Linked DNA regions of Mus musculus: region 2 is linked to region 1. The links are chromatin contacts, called in public HiChIP or PLAC-seq maps. All regions are on one chromosome and are shown on one strand. The core of a region is the stretch at or near the end of the contact, and the rest is flanking DNA. Distances in the headings are between cores, read along the strand shown. Region 1 holds the start of Pcgf1 (polycomb group ring finger 1). Region 2 overlaps Dguok (deoxyguanosine kinase).

The links. HiChIP or PLAC-seq counts read pairs in DNA pulled down with a chosen protein or histone mark.
Region 2: an HNF4G HiChIP or PLAC-seq map of pancreatic cancer cells shows a contact between it and region 1. The contact joins the enhancer-like site here to the promoter of Pcgf1 in region 1. A contact is called at or near these places in 4 of 39 promoter capture datasets (the C10 cell line, cranial neural crest, neutrophils and 1 more), 1 of 484 Hi-C or Micro-C datasets (embryonic stem cells), 1 of 115 datasets of contacts at active chromatin or transcription factors (pancreatic cancer cells) and 1 of 9 other capture datasets (adipose tissue).

What each region holds. Positions count from the first base shown.
Region 1 is chr6:83,076,489-83,081,449 of GRCm38.p6, forward strand. Pcgf1 (polycomb group ring finger 1) reads left to right here and starts at 1,902. Exons shown (of 9, transcript NM_197992.1): 1 at 1,902-1,990; 2 at 2,407-2,512; 3 at 2,628-2,780; 4 at 2,946-3,017; 5 at 3,152-3,257; 6 at 3,434-3,467; 7 at 3,566-3,652; 8 at 4,062-4,142; 9 at 4,222-4,367. The coding sequence starts at 1,934. The coding sequence ends at 4,269.
Region 2 is chr6:83,480,268-83,485,228 of GRCm38.p6, forward strand. It overlaps Dguok (deoxyguanosine kinase), which reads right to left. Exons shown (of 7, transcript NM_013764.2): 5 at 1,080-1,195; 6 at 576-675; 7 at 1-169. The coding sequence ends at 143. Among named protein-coding and RNA genes, the nearest start is that of Dguok, 24 kb to the right of the region's middle. Within about 2 kb of position 2,349, at least 105 of the 459 cell types and tissues checked have an H3K27ac peak or open chromatin away from gene starts, as enhancers often do. A contact at or near this core is called in adipose tissue, pancreatic cancer cells and pre-B cells, where this site is marked.

The DNA of each region.
Region 1 (4,961 bases), core at 652-3,151:
TCAATGTTATGATTTACTTATTGTTTTTGTTGATTTTGAGACAGTCTTAAGTGTCTAGGTTAGCCTCAAATTTGCTATGTAGCCTAGGATGGCCCTGCACTCCTGATCCCCTAAGCTTGTGCCATTTTTTTTTTTAACAGTTTTTTGTTTTTTTCGAGACAGGGTTTCTCTATAGCCCTAGCTATACAGTGCTGGGATTAAAGGTGTGCGCCACCATGCCCTGCTTTTTTTTTTTTTTTTTTTTTTTTTTCTTCTGAGACAGGGTTTCCCTGTGTAGCCCTGGATGTCCTGGAACTCACTCTGTAAACCAGGCTGGCCTTGAACTCAAAAAACCGGCTGCCTCTGCCTCCCAAGTGTTCGGATTAAAGGCGTGTGCCACCACTGCCCAGCTGGAACTCACTTTTAACAGTTTTCTTGAGGTCTAATTTATGATACGCTGCAAGTTGCAAGTATTTAAAGTGTATACTGTAATTGGTTTTGCCCCATGTACATGTCCACTAAACTAGCACCACCATCAACATGAGAAACACATCATCAAAAACGTGTGTTCTTTGTAACCTATGATCAGAATCACTTTGCCATGCTGTGGGAAGAAAGGTCTAAAGAGGGAACGATATAGACATGGGCAAGCAGTCAAGACCTGCAGTGGCTCAGAGGTGACTAGGTGGCCTGGGCCAGGAAGGTAAACCATAGCTGTATGTAGTCGATTAACAAGTCTTTAATACTTTCCTGACGCTTATGTACTACCACTTATGGGGTAACAGACATACACTCCTTTCTGTGAGGTTCCTGTTACCTTCAACCTAATTATTCCAGTTCTTTTAGACCCCATTCCTTCCATTGGGGCTCTCAATCCACACCTGTTTCTTTGGTCGTTCCTCTTCACACTGCCTTTTTTTTCTATTTCCATCACATTTATACCTCTCGTGCATCCATTTGTCAATCATGCCCACACAAGAGTCCCAATTTTCTCCAGAGAGCCTTTCAAGTTTCCGCCAGTCTCTCCCCTCTCACTCGAATCTCCAGTTGTACTCGATGCTAATAACGCTTCAGAGTAAATTTATTCTTTTAAAATTCCGCCGTAGGGACCCAGTGATGACAGTGTACCAGACCCGGGAACCCCTGTGTCCTCCCCAAGTGCGGGCCCGGGCCTATGCTACTGCAGGCACTCGCTGCCCAAGTCTCCTCGCTGTCAATCCTCCCCTCCTCCTTCGGCATCTGCTCTGCATTAGTCTGTCCCAGGCCTCCGCAGGCGCCGATGATTAAATCATCATCATTAGCCAGGGCCTATTCTCCCCATCCTCGGCAGCAGGGAGAGAGTGGGGAGTAAGAGCTCCCGGTTCCCCGGGGGGTCTCTCCCTCTCCACCCCGCCCAGGGCACCCTCTCCCAGACTTCGCGAGCCCGGAAAAAACTCCCGCGGCGCAGACGGGAGAAGGCCCGCGGCTGGGACGCAGCTCCGCAACGCGGACGCCGCAGCGGAGCAGGACTGCACTGTATAGAGAGGACCCCGGGTCGGAGGCGAGGTCGGGTCCCAGGACTCCCACACTCCGGAGCTGTAGCGGCGGGCGATAGCCCGGCTTCGGGGTCCCAGGGCACACAGGCTCTCTTAGCACAAGCTACCGAAGTTGATCCAGAGGTTGTGTGCGCGCCGTTGGAAGGACGCCCGTGGGAGCGTGCACCGCAGAGACCCTGCTTCACTCAACCCCCCTCCATAACGACCACCGATTGTTGGGGGGGCAGCGGGCTCAGGTGAGCACACGGGGAGCTAAAGAGGGGGCGAGGGCGGGGTGTGCCGGAAAACTAGCCAATCCGGAGAATGTGAGGCCCTCGTTGCTAGGAGACAAGTCCCGCCCCGCAGGCGGTACCGGAAGTGGCGGGCTGGGATCAGCCTTTAAGATGGCGTCTCCTCAGGGGGGCCAGATTGCGATCGCGATGAGGCTTCGGAACCAGCTCCAGTCAGTGTACAAGATGGACCCACTACGGAACGAGGTGCAGGGGCAGCGGGATGACTGCTGGGGTCCGTTAGCTGTGTGAACCCAAACGAAGGAGAGGACGGGTGGCGGCGGGATGGGCGCCCAGTGCGCTTGCGCAGCCACGGGGTGCGCGATACGCACGCGCGATTCTGGCCGAGTTGCCAAACGCTGGACTTGGACGCTTGCGCGTTGTGTCTCCGACAGCGTCTGGTCTCCCGAGGGAAAAAAGAGAGTCAGGCGGGTCCGCGAAAAGAGAGCACCCGCTGTGCGCGGAGCCCTCTGCTGGGCGAAGGGGGAGCTCACTCCCCCGTCTCTTCTCGGGGGCCAGACGACCCAGTCCAATAACAAACTGCTCTGTTGCTGGGAATTGCAGAAGGTGAGATGGGGTGGGCTTGCAAGACCAGTGGGGAGTGACTGAGGGTGTGTCCACAGGAGGAGGTCCGGGTGAAGATCAAAGACCTGAATGAACACATCGTTTGCTGCCTGTGCGCGGGCTACTTCGTGGATGCCACCACCATCACAGAGTGTCTCCACACCTGTGAGTGTCCCGGATCCTGTCTCTCCTCTTCCAAGCTGGCTGCCAGCCTCTGTGCTGCCTGTCCCATGTGTCGGGTTCCCAAGGGACCTGAGCATCTTCGTTTCTCCTCTTACAGTCTGCAAAAGTTGTATCGTGAAGTACCTGCAAACCAGCAAGTACTGCCCCATGTGCAACATCAAGATCCACGAGACGCAGCCGTTGCTCAATCTCAAACTGGATCGGGTCATGCAGGACATAGTGTATAAGCTAGTGCCAGGCTTGCAAGACAGTGAGTGGCCACCTTATATTTGTGGGGCCTCCTGACTCTAATGCTGGGTGGCACCTTGACGTTTTGTTCCCAACAGTTTTGTTGGGAATCAAAAAAATACAAAGATAAAGAGGTCAACAGCCAAAACAAAGAGAATTAATATGGCTGCCCTTCACCCCTCCTTAGGTGAAGAGAAACGGATTCGGGAATTCTATCAGTCCCGAGGCTTAGACAGAGTCTCCCAGCCCAGTGGTGAAGGTATGTCCTTGGTGCTCATTTGGGGGAGGGGGGCAATTAAAGCCCTCAGAGCATCTCTTTTGCCTGGTTTTGCTCTCTGGGGAGAAGAGGGTATGGAACCTGTACCAGCCTCCTCAATATCTACTTTTCCTCAGAGCCAGCCCTGAGCAACCTTGGCCTCCCCTTCAGCAGTTTTGACCACTCTAAAGCCCACTATTATCGATATGATGAACAGCTGAGCCTATGCCTGGAGCGGCTGAGGTGAGGGGCAGGTCAGAGGTTGCGTGAAGTGATACTACTGGTGACCCAGATGCTAAGGGACTTGGGGGGAAGGGTGAGGGAGTGTCTGCTCCCCTGAAGAAAGTGTGCTGTGGTGCTTGTGCTAGGTAGGAGACAAGAAAAGTGGAACCCTCTAACTTGTATCTGTTTCCATCCAGTTCTGGCAAAGACAAGAATAAAAATGTCCTTCAGGTGAGAGGGGTTGAGGGGAGGGCCCCTTTGAAGGAGCCGTTTCTCCCAGCAACCCTTCCCTCAGACACCTGTGCCCTCCCCTCCTTCTCTGTTCCTAGAACAAGTATGTTCGGTGTTCTGTGAGAGCTGAGGTCCGCCATCTCCGAAGGGTTCTGTGTCACCGACTAATGCTAAATCCACAGCATGTAAGTAAGCCCATCATGTTACGGGGAAAACAAGGGACTGAAAGGGGAGGGCATGTCTGGCTTGCCAGCTTGTACCTGGAAGAAAGCTCAGGCCGGAAGATCACTTCAAGTTCAGGGCTAGCCTAGGCTATATAGTGAATTCCAGGCTAGTCTGGACTCCAGAGTAAGACTTTGTTTACAGGAGCAAAAAAGGTTTGAGAGCGGTCTGCTCAGATAGCTTAGTCAAGTATTTGCCTTTCAAGTACCAGGATCAGAGTTCAGTTCCCAGACCTAAAAACAAACAAAGAAAACCCTAGCATAGTAGTGCAAACTTGTAATCGCAGCAGTGGAGCCGCACAGAGGAAGAGACGGACAGAGTCTAGGGACAAGTCTCTGTCCAGCACTACTTCCCTGCCCATCTCCCTCTTAGGTACAGCTCCTTTTTGACAATGAGGTTCTCCCAGATCACATGACAATGAAACAGCTATGGCTGTCCCGCTGGTTCGGCAAGGTAAGCCGGGTGCACAGTGGGCTGAGGGGCCAGCAGGTGCTGAGAGCCCACTCACTCCTTCTTTCCCTTTTCTCCTTAGCCATCTCCTTTGCTTCTCCAATACAGTGTGAAAGAGAAGAGGAGGTAGGGGCCAGGCTTGCTTCCACCCCCTTCCCACCCCTCCCCAGATATTTATGTGAAATTAACTGTGGCTTTATTTTTTGAAATAAATGCTTTTAAAAAGCACTTTTCATCTTCCTTCTTACCTGCTACACACTCAGGCTTTGGCCTGGGTCCTAATTCCTCTTAAGTCTCCCAGCTCTCACTGGAAAGAAAGGTCTCCTCCATCTACCAAATGCCCTCAATGGCTTGCCAAAGAAGAGGGATAGAGGCTCACGGGGAACTGGAACCTGGCCCTTTGGTGAAGGAATGCTATCTAGATGGCAGCTCTTGCTGTCTTCATATGCTGCAGTATATGGTGCCAGCCCCAGTGGATGTCACAATCCATGTCAAGAGAGGACATGTGGCCACAATAGGACTGAAGAGGAAGAAGAGTAATATTTAAGGAAAAATCCAAATAACTTTATTCTGTATAGCTGGAAAATAGAAACAAGAAAGACCCTACGAATGGCATCTAGTAGAGCAGATCTGAGCCCAGGACAGAAGGGTCAGCTAGCTTAGGGAAGGGGGGTCAGTGAAGCCAAGATGAGGAAACGGTGGTCGAGGAGGAGCTATTGTCTTTAACAAAATCTCAGCAGTTTGAGTTTACCAATGAAGACTTAGGAGCCAGATGCTGGAGTGCAAACCTGCCTGCTTAGGCAGAAAGCACCCAGCTGACCT
Region 2 (4,961 bases), core at 1,099-3,598, 400 kb after region 1:
ACAAAAACAATGGCAGTACAAAGACAGCACACACCCAGGTGTGGGGGTGCATGAGGGGCCAAAGGGATGTGCATAACAGGATGGAGAGCAGTCAGCATCTGAGAAAGTCAGAGTCCAGACCACAGCCACGTGTCCTTATTGCTTACAAGTTCCTCATAAAGGTGTTCACCTGCAGGAAAAGAAGACCTACTGTATGCTGCCGTCTCAGTACTCCCCTTAGTGTATGTGACTGCAGTCCCATGAGCATTTATGAGGTGAGAAAACATTAGCTGCCCAGGGTCAGACAGCAGGAAGTGGCAGCTGGGAACAGAACCCACATGTTCCTTGTCCCCCATTTTGGAACACCTTACAGGAGGAAGTCAGCTGGCCTGCGCATGCTAAGAGTCACCTAACTGACTGATACTTCCTAATGCAGTGCACTTTAGAGCTGGGCATTGTATCTGGGATTTGCCTATGAGCTCAGGGTTTTGGAGTGTGAAATGCAATTTGAAGCACAAAGCAACAAGGCCTGACACAGAGGCCGGGAAGACCAGAGCTCTGCACTGGGAACCAGGACGAGCCTAGGCTGTGCTCACCTGTCCCATGAGCTCTTCCTGCCTGGCGGCATTTTCAGAGAAGTCTTCAGTGACATCCAGCACCAGCACTGGCACGTGCTGCAGAGCTTCGAAGTGGAGCCTGGGGCAGCGAGAGGGAGCTCAGGCAACGCCACTCACCTTCCTCACACCCAGCCCGAGTCTCAAGACTGAAGCTGCCTGCAGAGTGGAAGGCTGAGTAGACTGCTCACTAGTCTTAGACTGCTACTGAAGTCAGCATTTAAAGCACTGATGTGAGCAACCCAAGCCTGATGGAGGACACTAAAAATGTCAATCAAAATGGACATTTTTCTAAACAACTTCAGTCTTCCATCCTGAGCCAATTATGACAAGCATTCACCACAAGGCACAATCGAGAGAAAAGAAAGGAAGGAAGGAAAGGAGGGAGAGATGCTGGGCACGTCCCGCATCCTTGCAGTTCCGCTGGGAGCTACGGCTGTGCTCAGCACGGTGGTGGAGGCTCTGGTCTGTCTGTTACACACTTACTTGGTAGTCTTGTTAATAAACCAGTCTTCGTGCTGACTATGTAGCTGTTGAAGATAGGCCAGCTCAATGCCCTTTTCTTCTTCTCTATCCCTCTGGTAGAGTCTCTCCATACAAACCTAAAAGACAATCCCCCGACTCTTACATTTCAGTCTTACAGGGCCAAGCAACCCACAAAATGTCTGGATGTCCTCTTTGGTACCATGGCCCATGACTGCACCTGCTGCTTCTTGCCTTGCTCAGGGCACTGGCACCATGTTGTCCACTTCTGCCTCAGACTGCCCTTCCTCGGAGTAGCTTCAGATGGTTAGTAGCAAACTCCATCCACCCAGCCAGCCGCACTGGGAGCCTGAAACTACCCTTCTTTGTCTTCCTCCCGAGCACATCAAGAATCCAGGAGATTCTAATCTCTCTAGCTGGCCCTGTCCTCTCACCTCTGCCTTGGCGTTCATGCTTTTCATCTGGACACTTCAAGAGCCTGCTGCTTTCTTTCTCCTGGAGGTGAAGAAGTGCACGAAGAGAGCATGGGCCTAAGAGTCAGTCATCTGTCATAGTCATGTGTGGGGCAAGCAGTTTTGGTGGGCTGCTTTTTCTCCATCCTCCACCCACCCGCAGGTAACTGAGACTGCTCTGAGGTAAGGCACATCTAGGATTGCCAAAGTCATTCTGCCTTTCCAGTTTGCCCTTCACTCCAGCCTTCTATGGTTCTTGTGCCCCTGCTTAAAATATTTGCTCCACAGGCTGCTTACCAGCTACAGGCATAACCAAAGACTTCAAGAAGTTATGAACTTGCTATCCTCCTGCCTCAGCTGTCCAGGTGGTGGGATTATATGCATGTGTCACTGTGCCTGGCTTGTGAGAGCCACTCTACTTATAAAGTGGTAAGCAATTTGAAACATCTCTAGATCAAGCACTCACTCTGGAGTAGATGAAACATCTGCATAAGTCAAATGAAATGAATCAAATGAAACCTGAGTCTTGACATGAAGGCCCCTCTCCCTGCCCCTTTGCAGAGCTTCACTCTGCCTCCACCTGCAGGTCTGAGGGTCTCTGCCCCTGAGAACTGTGATTCCTTGCCACAGCACATAAGGCCACAGTACTTGTCCTCAACTTCCTTAGTCCCTCCCTTGCTCATGGCTTTGGCCAGATTTGGCCTCCTTCCTGTGGGACAAGCCAAGCCCCTTCACACTTCAAAACCTCTGCTCCAAATGTTTGTTTTGCCTGAATTGCCCTTGTTCCTCTTTCTGCCTGGTCAAATACTTCATTAGTCAATGTCAACTGTCCTCAGAGTGTGGGCAGATTAACCCGCTGACTTAGGACTCCACCCTCCCCCATGTCCCATCTTTCCCTTAAGGAAATGAAACTATGCAAACAAATTCTCTTTAGCACCTTCCCTCCCCAACCCGCCTGCCTGCCTGCCGAGTTTTATTGTCTTTGACTTTATTTTGGGGGTAGTTCTAGGTGTGCTCCAGGCTGACCTGGAGCTCTGTGACCCGTGTTTCCTGTACCCTCCTGCCTCTGGCTACTCTGTTCTCCTCACTCACAGCACCACACGTGACTGAGCTTTCAGCAGTTTATGCACACATGCGTTCCTGACACCATCTCCTGAGAACGGAGAGACACTATCCCACGGCACACTCTGTTCTTAGGCTTGCTCTTCTCACTTAACAGTGCTTCACCGTTCTCAGCACGGTTCACACCTAGAAATCTAGCACAGGGTAGCTGAAACCTGAATGCTTCTAGTGAGTTCCAGGCCAGCTGGGCTATGAGTTTTAAGACCTTGCCACAAAAAGGCAGCAACAAAGAAAGCCAACCAGTACAGTGCTGTAGAGTAAGTATTCTGTTTTACAGTACAGTACACTCAGCCAGGTCCCCTAATAAGCACTCGGTCATCTCCAGTGCTTGGCTATTACAAACAGTGATGCACGTAACAGGGCAGTCTGTCTGTGTGCCAGCGTATCTACGGACTCAACTCTAAGCACCAGGATTAACAGGGCAAAAGGAATGAGCTCTTCCTACAACTGCCCAGCTGCCTCCTCAGAGGTCACCCATGCTACATTCCCACTAGCAAGCAGCTTCAGCTAAGGTACTTAATTTTTCCTCTGAGAGAAAAATATCTTCTGGATTAGAATAAATGAATATTTTAAAAAACATAATACAATCATGTTTTCAAATACATACAAGGACAGAACAATTCTGGTAAAAGCTATTCATAATTATCACCCAGTGACTACAGACAACCATTGATACCAGCCTGGATCTATTAAAATCAGCATTTCCCTTTTTATTATGAATTTGCTAAACTGAGCAAACTTTTCTTCCCTCTACAGTCTAGGCAAAATCCTATTTTGAATATTTGGCATAATTCTAATTTTACTGACATGATTATAATGAATGATTTTAAAATTCATGGGACAGTTTTATCGTGGCTCCACGTCATTCCAGTGCACATGGGAGTACACACTAGACTGTGATGGGAAGCCAGTGTGGGGAGAAGTGCAGGGACCCTACGTCCAAGCTTCCTGACGTGCCACGCTGTGACTGCTGAAGGCTCTGCTCACTGTGCCCTCTAGTCTCAAGCTCAGGTGACACTTGTTCCCACACAGACCCTGCACACTCTGTCCAATTGGCACTGTCCCACACAGGGATGGGTATCCTGAGTCACATGGCCAGCCACGCGCTCTCTTCTTGACTCTAAGGGTTAGGGGAACACAAGCCCAGCCATTTCTCCTCCAATTATTACTATTGTGATTCCCAGCTTCCTTGACTTTAAGGGGAGGACACATAGACAGGGGCCTGGAGCCCGTCTCACAGATCCTAAAGCCAGCATCTGGCAGGAGTCTGTGCTGTGCTGGGTCCTGGCTTGAATATGTGTCCTGTTCATCCTTTGGCCTTCCTGGGTTCCTTTATCTAACACCATCCAAACAGCGCTAAAATCTCAATTCAGTCCTAAAATGTCTCATTACGAGATGAAATACTTTAATTGGTTTCTTCTAAGGGACAATCCAGCTCCCAATGACGTTCATTATTACTACACCACCCTGCCACTTTATACAGGCCTTGAATGGATATTAAGAATGAAGGTAAGGGGGACTTGCTTGCTTTATGGATCCCAAGGTCTGGGTCCAACCACAGAACCAAAAAGCCAAGCAGCTCTATTTACTCCCGGGAAGGCCTCAGCTCACTGGCTCCTCTGCTCCTCCCAGCAATGCTGCCCTGGCCCTGAGACAACCCACCCTGTTCTGTCTCTCTCAGAACAGAGTAGGTCAACACTCTTCCTTCTCCCAGCCACAGCCTTCAACCCCTGCTCCTCTAAGTGCAGCCATCTCAGGAATCCCAAGGGAAATCTAAGTCGCCTCTAACTCAGTCTTGTCTCCCCTGTCCTATCCATAGCACCTCACAGCTGGAGAGAACTCCTCTCCCCTAGAAACCTGCCTCCCTCACACCCTGCCATCCTCTGTTGGAGCAGGCTCCTCTTTTCCATTCAGGGACTATTTTCTACCTGTAAAGTCATCAGCCTTTACGATGCGCCTCTATTCCTCCTTAGCAAGAAAGGCCATTGGAGTCTGTCAATGTGCCTCAGCTGGCCAAACCACTTCAGCTCACAGAAGAGTCTTCTCAGCTCTTAAGTCTTGCGGATATCTACTTCAATTTTATTTGGACCCGAAACTTTATCTAGACTCTCTTACTCCCTGATGTGATCTAACGTCTGTATTATAATTCAGGTCCTCTCCATACCACAAAGGCATGATGGGCTTGGCAAGATGGCTCAGCAGGCAACCCGTACTGGCAAAGAAGGGCTGGTGACTTAAGTTCCATCCCTGAGATCCATGGAAGGGCAGAATGAGAGAAATGAAGTTAAACCGTCCTCTGACTCTCTCTCCC